Linked DNA regions of Zea mays: region 2 is linked to region 1. The links are chromatin contacts, called in public Hi-C maps. All regions are on one chromosome and are shown on one strand. The core of a region is the stretch at or near the end of the contact, and the rest is flanking DNA. Distances in the headings are between cores, read along the strand shown. Region 1 holds the start of LOC103647262 (ubiquitin-60S ribosomal protein L40-1). Region 2 holds the start of LOC103647263 (Single-stranded nucleic acid binding R3H protein).

Region 1 (7,116 bases), core at 1,441-3,940:
TTGGCATCAATCACCAAAAAGGGGGAGATTGAAAGGGAATTAGGCTTACATCTTTTTCCTAATTGATTTTGGTGGTTGAATTGCCCAACACAAATAAATGGAACTAACTAGTTTGCTCTAGTCTATAAGTTCTACAGGTGCCAAAGGTTCACAATAAGCCAATAAAAAGACCAAGAAAGGGGTCAAGCAAAGAGAGCAAAAGACACCCCAAAAGGCACCCTGGTCTGGCGCGCCGGACAGTGTCCGGTGCACCAGGGCACTCGACGCTGAACTCGCTACCTTCGGGAAAATCAGAGGGCGCTCCGCTACAATTCACCGGACTGTCCGGTGTGCCAGCGGAGCAACGGCTACTTCGTGCGCAACGGTCGACTGCAACGCATTTAATGCGCGCCTCCGCGCGCAGAGGATAGAGCACGCACAGTTGGCGCACCGGACAGCCCAGAGACCCCACAAGTCAGAGCTCCAACGGTCGAACCCCAACGGTCTGCTGACGTGGCTGGCGCACGGATAGTGTCCGGTGGCGCACCGGACTGTCCGGTGCGCCATGCGACAGCAGCCTTCCAACGACCATTTTTGGTGGTTGGGGCTATAAATACCCCAACCACCCCACATTCAATGGAATCCTAATTTTCCACCTTCAACATATTACAAGAGTTATAGCATTCAATTCTAGACACTCCAAAGAGATCAAATCCTCTCCCAAGTCCAAAGACAACTCCAATCAATAGTGACTAGTAAGAGAGTGATATTTGTGTTCTTTTGAGCTCTTGCGCTTGGATCGCTTCTTTTCTTTCTCATTCTTCTTGTGATCATACTCAATTGTAACCAAGGCAAGAGACACCAATTATGTGGTGGTCCTTGCGGGAACTTTGTGTTCCGTTTGATTGAGAAGAGAAGCTCACTCGGTCTAGGTGACCGTTTGAGAGAGGGAAAGGGTTGAAAGAGACTCGGTCTTTGTGACCACCTCAACGGGGAGTAGGTTTGCAAGAACCGAACCTCGGTAAAACAAATCATCGTGTCTCGCTCTTTATTTGCTCACGATTTGTTTTGCGCCCTCTCTCTCAGACTCGTTTTTATCTCTAACGCTAACCCGGCTTGTAGTTGTGCTTAAGTTTATAAATTTCAGATTCGCCCTATTCACCCCCCTCTAGGCGACTTTCAGAGGGGACTCGACAACCAACTCAGTCCAATAGGGCTCATACTCTTCATCATGGAAGAGATCAGAATACCGAGTTAGATCGACATCATCTACACCAGGCCAAGGACGTCCACAAGAGTCTAGTTCACAACGATGGCTATGAGGCAGAACACGATAACTCTTTCTATGAAGTCCCCGCCCGAGGCTACCAGGTCAGGCTTCGAGTAATCTCTTGGCTTCAATAATCAAATCTTTCACATGTCCACCGAGCTGGGTGTTGTGAGAACCAAACTCACGACCTCTTGTAACCAAACTTAGGACCTCTTGTACCCCACCCAAAGCGTGGATGTTATCACTAGACTAAGAGCATCTCCAACAAGGTGACTCAAAATAGTGCTAAAAAATTAAAATATTACACGGTTTAAAGTGTTTAGGACACTAAAAACAAATTGTGCTCTAATAGTTAAGCCCTAAATCATGGGTTTTATGTAGTAAACTACATTATTATGAAAGAAGATATTGATAATGATGTAGAAAACAAGGGTAGAGCAATGATTTCGGGTGTAGTATATTTGGACCACTTTATGGAGTGTCTATATTTTTGATAAAAATAAGTAAAATATGACACTGTTGGAGTTGTTTTATACGAGTTGATCCCTATATTTAATATAGGACACTAGGTACAGTTGGAGATGCTCTAACACCTAACTAACATTTTGTAAATGTAGACTATAATTCAATTTAAAATTTAGTAGCCAACATGGGGTACTTATGGCTTGTACAACCCCATTAACTGAGGGGTTTCTTAAGGTGTCTTTAGGGAGTTAACTACAAAAAAGTCAAGAGATAGGCTTTTCACGAAGAGCCCGTCTTTTCACAACTTTCTATACATATTGTCTCTTAACTGCATTAATGTTCTAGTGGCTTAGGGTTGTATGATGCATTTTCTTAGCCGTCTCTTCTACTTGAAAAAGCGAGCAAGAGGCTCTAGGTTGTACATGCCCTTAGACCACACAACATTCAAAATTAGGGCGTGTTTGGAAACAAGGTATTTCAAAATCATGGTTTTGAAATATTACGGTTTTAAGATGTCATAACACAACCATAATATTTTTTACATCAGTCTTAGCTATAAGTGTTTGGAAACAAAGTATTTCAAACCATAATATTTAGTATACATGTGCAATGCTAGTCATAGAAAAAAACTTTAGGTTGGTGTGAAGTTTCAAATACTCTAAAAAATACCGTGAAAATGCTCGGCCCAATGAAAATCCTAGAGTCTTAAAAAACATTAATTGCCTATATAGAAAAACAGGCCTAGTGACTTGTAATGGGATGTTGTCAGAATTGAACTTACGGCCTTTGAACCAAAAGCAAGAATCCTACCACTAGACGAAACAACCCATAAGAATAATTAATAAGATGCAAACCTGATTTAATAGAATGATTTCAGTTTGACAACATTTCCATTTGCGCGAAATTTGCTAACAAGGGTGAAGGGGCGCCAAATAATCTGGAGTAGAATATAAAAGGTCCGGCCCATTGAGAATCCTGGGAGCCTTCATGGCTTCATGCGGGGGTCAAGCAGAAAAAGCCCAGCCCAATTAAAACCCTAGACTTCCTGGCGTGCTATAAAAGCAGGTGGCCGCCGCCTTTGCCTTGCTCACCCTGCCCTTCTGTGTACGAAGCCGACGAGCAGCCGACGCTAAAGCTTGGTCCGGTGAGCTTCAGAGAAGGGGCGGGTACGTCAAGATGCAGATCTTCGTGAAGACCCTGACGGGAAAGACCATCACCCTCGAGGTCGAGAGCAGCGATACAATCGACAATGTCAAGGCCAAGATCCAGGACAAGGAAGGTAGAGTATTGTACGCATCCATTTCTGAGTTCATTTTTACCCCGTTTCCCCTGTCAGGCTATGGCTGATTCCTGTACCTTGACGCGTGCAGGTATCCCGCCGGACCAGCAGCGACTAATCTTCGCGGGGAAGCAGCTCGAAGACGGCCGCACCTTGGCCGACTACAACATCCAGAAGGAGTCCACCCTTCACCTTGTTCTTCGCCTTCGCGGTGGCATCATTGAACCTTCCCTCCAGGCGCTCGCCCGCAAGTACAACCAGGACAAGATGATCTGCCGCAAGTGAGCTCTTTTCTCCACCGCGAACCAGTAAAAATTGTTTGTGGTGAATATATTCATTTTTTCGACTTGTGATTACGCTAGGATACCTACATGGAACATTTTTGTATCCATGCGTTCCGTTGTAATTGTGGTAGGATGTGCAGTCGTCGTGCTGCCACTACAGTGGAGCTGTGGGTTATTGACTCGCCGACCTATATGTGTGGCATTGGGTTCACCCATGGCTCCAGAGATTGACACCCACCCATACTTTGTCATCTGCCTAGTCCACTCCAGCAGTTGATTTTCACGGGTGGGACATTTCCCATTCCTTTGCGTTCACTTGTGACTACCCATTATCTTTGTTTCATAGCAATCAGTTTGTGTCCACTTGTGACAATCCACTATCTTTGTTTCAATTGCATTCAGTGCATTGGGTTGGCAGGAGTGATGAACCAATTAGATGTGCGAAGCTATCTTATGAGCGTAACTTTTGAGGCATACATTCTGTCTGACCTGCCAGTCCACAACAGTGTTCGTCTGCATTCTGCTAACCTTTTATAAGTAACCCATTATTGAATATTGGTGCACTGCTGCTGCTGTGTTTTCATGAAGAAGTGGTCTTTGTTTCAATTGCATTCAGTGCATCTGGTTAGCAGGAGTGATGAACCAATTAGATGTGCGAAGCTATCTTATGGGCTTAACTTTTGAGGCATACATTCTGTCTGACCTGCCAGTCCACAACATTGTTCGTCTGCATTCTGCTAACCTTTTATAAGTAACCCATTGTTGAATATTGGTGCACTGCTGATGCTGTGTTTTCATAAAGAAGCGGTCTTTGTTTCAATTGCATTCAGTGCATCTGGTTGGCAGGAGTGATGAACCAATTAGATGTGCGAAGCTATCTTGTGAGCTTAACTTTTGAGGCATACATTCTGTCTGACCTGCCAGTCCACATCAGTGTTCGTCTGCATTCTGCTAACCTTTTATAAGTAACCCATTGTTGAATATTGGTGCACTGCTGCTGCTGTGTTTTCATGAAGAAGTGGTCTTTGTTTCAATTGCATTCAGTGCATCTGGTTGGCAGGAGTGATGAACCAATTAGATGTGCGAAGCTATCTTATGAGCTTAACTTTTGAGGCATACATTCTGTCTGACCTGCCAGTCCACAACAGTGTTCGTCTGCATTCGGCTAACCTTTTATAAGTAACCCATTGTTGAATATTGGTGCACTGCTGATGCTGTGTTTTCATAAAGAAGTGGTCTTTGTTTCAATTGCATTCAGTGCATCTGGTTGGCAGGAGTGATGAACCAATTAGATGTGCGAAGCTATCTTATGAGCTTAACTTTTGAGGCATACATTCTGTCTGACCTGCCAGTCCACAACAGTGTTCGTCTGCATTCTGCTAACCTTTTATAAGTAACCCATTGATGAATATTGGTGCACTGCTGATGCTGTGTTTTCGTAAAGAAGTGGCAAGGAATGATGAATCAAATAGTTGTGTGAAGTCTTTTCTTCCTCCTATAAAAAAGAAAATAATTGCCAGAGCAAGCGGCCAGCTGGGTGTGGTCAGCATGGCTAGCTTGGGACTGGGAGGGTCATGGAGGGCATGGCCCCTGCTCGCGCGGCCATGGAGTGGGAGCTGGAGTGGCAGGTTGGAGAGGGGAGGGTATCGTCACTTCCAGGGTCAGTGTCAGGGAGGGAGAGGGCTGTCAGGAGCGGGAGCAGATGCAGGCTTTGTTGGAGCAGCAAGTGGCGAGCGACGGGAAGATGAACTTGCGAGAAGGAAAAAAGAACTGTTTTATGTGTAATAACAAGTGGGTGGTGTTCAACCAAAGGAGTACGACGTTGAACCCTGCTTTTGGCTTTCTGCATTTGAAATGGTGAAAATAGAGCTTTTCACTTTTAGGTAGAGACAGGAAGTAGATTTTAGTGTTTGAACCAAATAGTTTATAACTTTTTCACAGCCCGCAGCCCACATCATTTTTTTCATAGCCATAGCTCACAATAGCTTCTTTAGAAGCCTCAACCAAACACACTGAATCAAGTAAATGTGGGAAGTAAGCATTACTTATGAGCCATATATTTGTCTGACCTGCCAATCATCCTGCCTTTATACCACTTCAAGTTTCCTGGTTCTTGTTTTTTCTCATTGCTGTGTGTTTGATTTTTTTCCATGGATAGTTTCTTAAATACTATTAAATTTGCATCTGGAAAATCTTATAATCATTATGAACCTAGGGTAATCTAAGTCCTTTATTTGATCCAGGTGCTATGCACGGCTGCACCCCAGGGCTGTTAACTGCCGCAAGAAGAAGTGTGGCCACAGCAACCAGGTAAACATTGCTCTTGTGCTAGATTCTTGTTTGTAGTGGCTTACAGTAACAAATTGTCATATTTTTTTTTAGATTTGTATATAAGCAAGATGGTGCGAGTCAGCTTTAGGCATGTAGCTCTTGACTTTTCCCTTGAGTCCTAGCAAATGTCACAAATTCATAATGTTTGGAGCATCATCTGGTTTTCTACTCGGTATATTTGTCAAGTTAGTTACTTTGGAGAATCAAGCCGACCAATTAGATATAGTAAAATAATAACTTTTGTGATACTAGGTACAACTAGAATTTTTTAGTATTTATATTTGATGTCATAATTCTATAATTTTTACCTCAACAAAGCTTTAATGCCTTGTAATTAGAAATTTAGTATTCTGTCGTCAGCTAGTTCATTTTTGAATTAAACCGCGACAAATACAAAAGATCAGAGAGAGTATCTAATTATGATGTGAACAGTTGAAAAATCACAGTCGATGGTTTATTTGTTTTGCTTGACTCTTAATGTCTCCCTTGTTTCTCCCATTTTCAGCTGAGGGCAAAGAAGAAGATCAAGAACTGAAGCTTGCCAAATCGGTTCCTTGCATGGTTTGCGTCAACAAGACGAAGTTTCAAAGCTTTTGTAGCTGCATAGGCTGCTGCAACGTTTTTCAGTCGTAACTCGTGTGTTCCTGTTCAGGGTCTTCAGCATGACATAAATCGTTTCAGAAGTCTAGTAATATTATTACTATATGGTGTCATGTCGTATTGTGGCTCTTCCTTTTTGTTGCTGTTGTGCTGCAGTAGAGGGAAACGTTCCATAATTTTCTCCACCGCCAATTTAATCAGCTAGAAAACAGAGGGAAACGCATGACATAAATCGTTTCAGCTGGAAATTTCGAAGCGAAACATGGTTTAATACTATGGTCATGACTCATGAGTGTCTAAATAAAGCACCACAAAACTTTCCAACAGCTACTACAAATTTTCCTTGAAGTCAAGACCTTCCAAGAGCATACATCATTCAAAGTGTTTAGGGCACTAAAAATAAACTGTGTTAAATCATGTATTTTTGAGGTGAATTACATTATTAGAAAAGAGAAGTGTGAGAATGATGTAGAAAAGTGTTTAGGGCACTAAAAATAAACTGTGTTAAATCATGTATTTTTGAGGTGAATTACATTATTAGAAAAGAAAAGTGTGAGAATGATGTAGAAAACAAAGTGGACACTAGGTTAGGTTGTAGCATATTTAGGTTACTTCATGGAGTGCTCTATATATATTTTTGATAAATTTTAAAATAGAGTTGTTTTTTTATAAGTTGAACACTATATTTTAAGATAAGACATTGTTTTAAGATATGAATTGAGCATCTCCAACTGCATCCGGTTCCTCTTAAAAGTTGAAAAGGCTAAGAACATATCCAACTCCAACAATTCCTTAAATATACCTCAGCCCATCTAGCCAGTTGACCTTTTCTTTCGCTGGTGCTCGTCAAATACAACTGCTCAATTTTCTTTTTCTGTTGCCTGCTTGATGCCTATAAGATCGACTAA
Region 2 (7,116 bases), core at 3,380-5,879, 150 kb before region 1:
GCTGGCTTGCTGCAGATGAGCGCGCCCAGGAAAAGGCCAAGCAGGCCGCGCGCCCAGGAAAAGGCCAAGTGGGCCGGGGGATCTGCTGCTGGCGCTGGGCCGCAGGGAAAAGAAAATGCTGAGCGAGCCAAAAAGAGGGGAAAGCGTGTTGGGCCTGCGGGGGGGGGGGGGGGGGGGAACGCCACCTGGGCCGAGGTGAGGGCAGCGTGGCGCGCTGGGCTACAGGACACGAAGTGGGCCGCGGGCAGGCCGAGGAGGGCGCTGGCCGAGCTGGGCCGCACGAGTGCGCTGTGCGCGCGGGAGCTCAAGCAGGCTGGGCGCTGGCGTGGGCCGCACACACGCGAGGCCAAGCGCAGCCGAGGTCGAGCTGGGCCGCAGACGAGGCAGGCCGGCGCGGGAGCGCCGGGGAAGAATTTGGGCCGCGAGCGGGCTGAAAGGGAGAGGGGGTTGATTTCCCTTTTATTTATTTCTTTTCTTTTGTTCCTTTTTTCTAAATATACATATTAGAATATTCTGAAAATATAATAAATTATAAATAATAAAAAAACAATTTCAAAAGAATAATTAGGGTAAATCCTATTTATTTAAATAAACTGGGTTTTTATAAAAATAAATCGAATACAAATAAACCTTTGGAAATTAATTAACAAACAAAAGTCATGCTCTAAAAATAAATGCATTAACCGTTGATTAAAGTTTTATATTACTCAAAGGCTAATTTTTTCACAACATTATTTTCTTTTAAAAAAAACTCTCTACTCTAATGGATTTAACAACCAAAATTGATTTGCTTTTAACCAATGGAAAAAATAGAAAAGAAGATGATAAAGAGAGGGTAACACCTGAATTTGGTGAATATTCGAAAAGAAATTTTATACCCCCAAATTCAGGGTGTTACACCCTGTCACCCACTAAAACAAAACGGCCGAGTAAAACAACCCGAAAGACGACGCAACAAGCATCGCCTGTTCATCCTGTTATGCCAGGATGCTTCCCACCACCTACTCATCATCGATGTATTGTCCTGTTCAAATATGGAATGGTACGATGTTGAACCCATGGTACATGCGTACTCCCTTTGTCTATTCAGGCTGGGGGGCATCTCCATTCTAATCCTTTTTGATCCATTGATGAAATGATCACGGTCGAGAAAGATGCAGTCTTAAACGATATTTACGCATTGGGGCTCTATTGAATGATCGCCATATTGGATCGAAAAAGCCGGTGGCTTGCATTAGGCTTAGTTCATATGCTTTTGGTTCGTCAACCTCCACCAAAAGGCAGGGGGCATATGTTGAGCACCAGAAACGACCGCGCGGACGGTCCGCGTGTGCGCAGAGTCAGTTAGGGTTTCGAGTTTCTCACGGGATTTGTTACCTAAAACCACAGGATTAGCTCGGGAAACAACTTGTAGCGGATCCAGACCCCCCTTTATATAGATGAAGGGCTACGACTGATTGAACCCCCACAATCGATCAAATCAATTCTATTTCTCGTTTTACTTATGCATTAGGAGTAGTTCTAGTTTAGCTCTAGATTAGTTTTCCGTACCCCAAATTCTTCGTTTCTCTTCGGCTCTACGTCGATTAGAGGTGTCTAGGGTGGTCTGCCGACCCTAGACGAAGCCTAGGATCTCTCCTCCCCGACGGGGTCCCTCTCGGGAGCGAGATTCAGGCGTCGCCGGCGAACTCCGGTGCCCCTACGCACGCGCGGGCCGTCCGGCCTCTAGGCACGGACCGTCCGGCAGGGAACCCGAGCCCTGCACCAGGTCGCGGACTATCCGACCCCTGGCTGCGGACCGTCCGCACCTGTGCAGAGAGCACTGCAACATGTTCTCAACACAGTGGCACCAATACTCTCGTCCGCCACAACTGCTCACGATACATGTTTTCCATCATATGTCCACCAATCAAACCTAATTAATCTAAACCCTAAAGAACCACAGGAAGCAATATATATATATATATATATATATATATATATATATATATATATATATATATATATATATATATATATAGGGCAGGTATAACGGGAGCCCTGGGCTTCCAATAGTTAAAAGAAGCCCAGGCCGACCACCCTGCAACATGGTTGAACACAACGCGCCGACTCAACCAGGCTGTTGGGTGCGCCACCCGCCCCATACGCGCAAAAAAAGAATGAATGCATGAGTCAAACACGTTCCTTGCATGCGCGTAAATTTAGGAAAGATATGTGTGGCGATTTCTATTTTTAAATGCTTTATTTACTCCATAATTTTAAGTTCGCTGTAACAGCCATGCAGCTAGACTCGTAAGGACTATTTTATGACATATACTGATACTAAATATGCTACATTGTGTAGATAATTATGCAATTAGGTATACTGCATAAAAATCTATTACCAATTGCATGCGCACGAATTTATGATGGAAAGAATGTGCAATGAAAGGAAATGAATTGCACGCATAAAAATAAAAAAATATATTTAATGTTTTATTTCCTTCATAAATATAGGATACCTTCAACAGCCATGCAGCTAAACACATTATAACTAGTTTATCATATATACTGATACAAATTATACTACACGGTGTAGGTATTTATGCAATTCGATACACTGCGTAAAAAATCTGGCATGTTGTTCACTGGTGGACGTATCTCCGGGTTGGAGCGTAAAAAGTTTAAGTTTTAAGCATAAAATTCCTCAATTATAAGCGTAAATACCGAGCCAATGTGAGAGGTTGATAGCTCTAGTAGGTTGTTATTATGATCCTATTTTTATGGCAGATCCGAAAAACATGGCAGCCGCATGCATGCGGTTTATATTTTTATACAGATCCAAAAATTATGGCAAAATGCATGCATGAGCCAAGCATGTTTCCTTGCATGCGCATAAATTTAGGAAAGATATGTGTGTCGGTTTCTATTTTAAATTCTTTATTTCCTCCAAAAATTTAGGATCGCTGCAACAGCCATGCAGCTAGACTCGCAATGACCATTTTATGATATATACTTATACTAAATATGCTACACTGTGTAGATAATTATGCAATTCGGTATACTGCGTAAAAATCTGTTACCAGCTGCATGCACATGAATTTATGATGAAAAGAATATGCAATGAAAGGAAATGAATTGCATTCATAGAAACAAAAAATCGCATTTAATGTTTTATTTCCTTCATAAATATAGGATCTCTCTAACATCTATGCAGCTAAACGCATTAGAACTAGTTTATGATATATACTGAAACAAATTATATTACACTGTAGGTATTTATGTAATTCCTTACACTGCGTAAAAAATCTGGCATGTTATTCACTGGTGGACAAATCTCTGGGTGGAGCGTAAAAACCTTAAGTTTTGAGTATAAAATCCCTCAATTATAAGCGTAAATACCGAGTCAATTTGAGAGGTTGATAGCTCTAGTAGGTTGTTATTACGATCCTATTTTTATATCAGATCCGAAAAACATGGCAGCCGCATGCATGCGGTTTCTATTTTTATACAAATCCAAAAATTATGGCAAAAATCGTGGGAGTTTCCATTGCATGCGCGCAAATTACGAACAACATAAATTAAGGAATTGTCTTTCCAATGTGCATGCAGTAAACTGATATACGAACTCCGTGTTCAAGCATAAAATCGTACAATTTTTAGCATAAATAATACATGTGATAGGCATAAAACACAATAATCGAAAAGAAACTGCGCCGGATCGGAAGATGTCACGCACGATCATCGCTGCGCGCATCTCATGCCTTCCGTGACGCCGCTCGCTCGAACATCGCGTCTCATGAGTCGTCGTCGCTACTCGCACGTTGACGGGCGTCGCTTGCTCGCCGGCTTTGGAAGTGCCGCCTCCTCGAGGCCTCGGGGACGCCGCCGTTTGCCCGCACAAGGGCACCGCTGTCGCTCGCCCTCTGGATCGGGGAGCCGCCGCCACCGACCTGGGAACCGCCGCCACTACTCCAGATCGAGGAACCTCCGCCACCGCGCGTCGAGGTCATGGAGTTGCGGCCACCGGCTGGGGGTCCACCGCCGCGCACGCTCTAGGGCAACCGTCGTCGTCGCACGCGGCGTCGCTAATGAATCAGGGTGGAGCGTAAAAAACTGAACCCTACCACTCCCGATCCTGTTTTATAGACGTCTGGATGTGGTCCGGCTCGACCGGATTGCACCGTCCGACCTGGACTTCCTCTAGTTATTGGAAGCCCAGAGCTCTTAATATATATATATATATATAATAAATAAATCAGTGAGACACCATACATTGCTCTTCAAGTTGTATAGACCGAAACGAAGCTTTCAGACTCGAAAACGAAGATTGGAGTCCGTTGGGAGATATGGAAAACGAAGGAAATGAGGAAGAAGAAGAATGGTCGGGAGTAGCTCTCGCCCAGGGAAGTAGGGGATTTATTAAGGCTGCCTAGCTCGGCTCTAAGATCTGTGACGTCGAGCTAGATCATGTCAGCCGCTAGCGTGTCCCTTTGTTCGATGCATGGCTTATGATGCCGATATGTGTTATCTCCACGATATGGTCTATGATATCGAGCAAATAGTCAAAAACACTATTAAGTCGTTCAGGGGGCAAACATGATTTTTCCCCGAAAAAAGAGCTAAAAAATCGGCCTCATCAGCGCACATGGTAATACCGCAAGGGCAACATCGTAACTTCACTGCACACCCTATCCTCCCTCGCCTTCGCCTAGATTCCTATCTCCACCGCGTTCGGGTTCCTCCCAACACCTGCACCGCAGAACCAAACCCTAGCTGCGCTTCCTCCTCCAGATCCCGGCGCCCCGGCCCCATGGCCGCCCTCGTTTCTAGCTCCAGCTTCTCCGCCCGCCGTCCCTCCGCTCTCTAGCTCCGGATCGCACGCGCACGTAAAGACATGGAGCCCGCAGCCGAGGACGCCGCAGCCGCTGCGCCGGACTCGTGGGAGACGGCCGACATAGACGGGCCCATGAGTCGGCTCATCCTCTCCGCGCGACGCGTGTCCTCTTCGCCGGACTTCGCTGACGACCAGGACCCGCCCCAGCCGCCGCCCACACTGCAGCCGCAGGGCGCGCCTTCGGCTCCCTCAGATGCGCGCGAGGATGTGGTAGCCCAGGTCGATCAGTTCCTACGAGAGGCCCTCGAGAAGCCAAGGGAGAGGCTTTCTGGTAAAATTAACGCCTCCTCCGCAGTTAGTTTACCATTCCATTTGTTTGTTATGCGTTAACTTGATTGGGCGACAAAAATGTTAGCTTAGAATTCGTGCAGAGTGTTCCTTGCTTGTTTTGAGATGTGCGCAGGCGGCTAGCTGCTTTATTCATAGGGTACATGTATTCTTGGTCTTAATTATATACTGTGTGCTATCTTTATGTACTTCATCCCTTATGGCTTGCCACTATAGTGAGGTATCTGGAAAATGTGACTGGTGTTTTCCATACAGTTTATGTCCTTTTCACCTGTGCAAACATGCTGGTCCCATGGGATAAGAGATTTTGTACAGCCATCAGATAGTAAAATCCCGTTCCGAAAATTATGAATTGCAAGTGTTTGTTCCAAGCAGCTTGTGCATCTGATGGTCGCGTGGTTCTACTATTTAACCCAATTATCACCAACTGGAACTTTACATTTTGACTGTTCCATTGCCTAATGCTTTAATATTAATCGACAAAATACGCCTAGTCCTTGTATTTGACCCCAGTCTATTCCTTTCTGCAGTGCTAAGAATGGAGCAAGAAATTTTGAAGTTCATTCATGACCCTAGTCGTACAGAGTATGAATTCAATGGCCTTCCAACTTCGTATCTGCGTCTTGCTGCACATCGCCTGGCGCAGCATTACTTCCTGCAGTCCATTGCCATACCAGACAACAGTTTGCCTGATGGAACTGGTTCACGTATCATCCTCCGTAAGACAACATTCGACTGCCGACTGCCTGCTGTCCGCCTTGCAGATATTCCAGTTAACCTGCCACAAGAAGACATCTCTGTGGCGAAAGTAGCTATTAAACAGAGGCCTCAAAAGAATTTACATGGCATGAACAGCTCAAGTGCTCACTCTTCTAGAGACAACCTCCAAAAAAGCGTCGAAGAAAGAAAAGAGGAATACAACAAGGCACGAGCGCGGATATTTAACAACAGCAATAGCAGTACTGCTACTGATGAGAGATCAGCTGAGGAAGTGACTTTACCCAGTACTCTTCACAGGTCCACTTCCTTGGAGTTGAACTCAAGCAATAGAATAGGTCAAGGGGCTGAAATTACTCTTGAGAGGAGCTTGACTACCACTTCAGCTAGCAGCAGGTCAAATAGAAGCAAGATTGATAAGGAGCCTGCAGTCAATAGAAACAAGCAGAACAATAGGGTTGCAATTTTCAGAGATCGTGAGTCAGAGCGCAAGGATCCTGATTATGACAGAAGCTATGACAGGTCAGTTTCTTTTGTCGTAACACATCTCTTTGATGCTAAACTCTTAGCACACCGTAGACAGGAAATCTTTTATGGCTATTTTTACCATGCTTCTGCTCCGTAGTTTCTTATGCATTGTATGAAGTTCTTCATTTGACTATCGTCCAAAACTTTCAAGTCAACTGAAAAATATCAGTTTGATTGCTAATGATGGGATCCTAGTGAAGCATGGCAATAAGAGGATTCTTTCTTTTTATAGTAAACACTAAATCTTGTGATGTACTCCCTCCGTTCCTAAGTCTCCAGCGTATTAGTCATCTGCACAGTGACCAAGGAGCGGCAAAGGAGCGCCGATATGCTTTTACTCGCAGTCTTTTTAACCATGCACTTTCGAATAAATCTGCATGCATGCATGCATGCTCGAGAAACTAAAAATACGGAAGGACCAGCAAAGGAGTGTATTAGCCATCTGCTGATATGCATGCATGCTCGAGAAACTAAAAAGACGGAAGTACCACCTAATACGATGGAGATTTTTGAATAAATCCAATTTGCTTATACGATGGAGACTTAGGAACGGAGGGAGTACTTATTTTCTATGCAGTTGGTTAAGCTAGTTCAGAACTTCAGGTTAAATCATTAAATGATGTTTTTTTGTGTTCTTGTTCAATGTGGTAGACATACTTGATCAGTAGAAATTATTTACTGGCCATGAGTGACTTGTACAGGTATAT

Evidence for each region. Hi-C and Micro-C count contacts between places; a contact is called where the count stands out from the background.
Region 2: a Hi-C map of tassel shows a contact between it and region 1, with 4 times the contacts expected there. The contact joins the promoter of LOC103647263 here to the promoter of LOC103647262 in region 1. A contact is called at or near these places in 3 of 25 Hi-C or Micro-C datasets (ear, leaf and tassel).

Annotation. Positions count from the first base shown.
Region 1 is chr2:169,573,688-169,580,803 of Zm-B73-REFERENCE-NAM-5.0, reverse strand. It overlaps LOC103647262 (ubiquitin-60S ribosomal protein L40-1), which reads left to right and starts at 2,690. Exons shown (of 4, transcript XM_008671814.4): 1 at 2,690-2,993; 2 at 3,085-3,274; 3 at 5,521-5,587; 4 at 6,114-6,384. The coding sequence starts at 2,891. The coding sequence ends at 6,143. LOC111591051 (small nucleolar RNA Z266) reads left to right here and starts at 3,901; the gene lies at 3,901-3,989. LOC111591050 (small nucleolar RNA Z266) reads left to right here and starts at 3,687; the gene lies at 3,687-3,775. LOC111591047 (small nucleolar RNA Z266) reads left to right here and starts at 4,543; the gene lies at 4,543-4,631. It also overlaps LOC111591048 and LOC111591049.
Region 2 is chr2:169,729,972-169,737,087 of Zm-B73-REFERENCE-NAM-5.0, reverse strand. It overlaps LOC103647263 (Single-stranded nucleic acid binding R3H protein), which reads left to right and starts at 4,629. Exons shown (of 5, transcript XM_008671815.4): 1 at 4,629-5,147; 2 at 5,695-6,403; 3 at 7,111-7,116. The coding sequence starts at 4,877. It overlaps LOC103647264, which reads right to left and starts at 8. Exons shown (of 3, transcript XM_023301789.2): 1 at 1-8.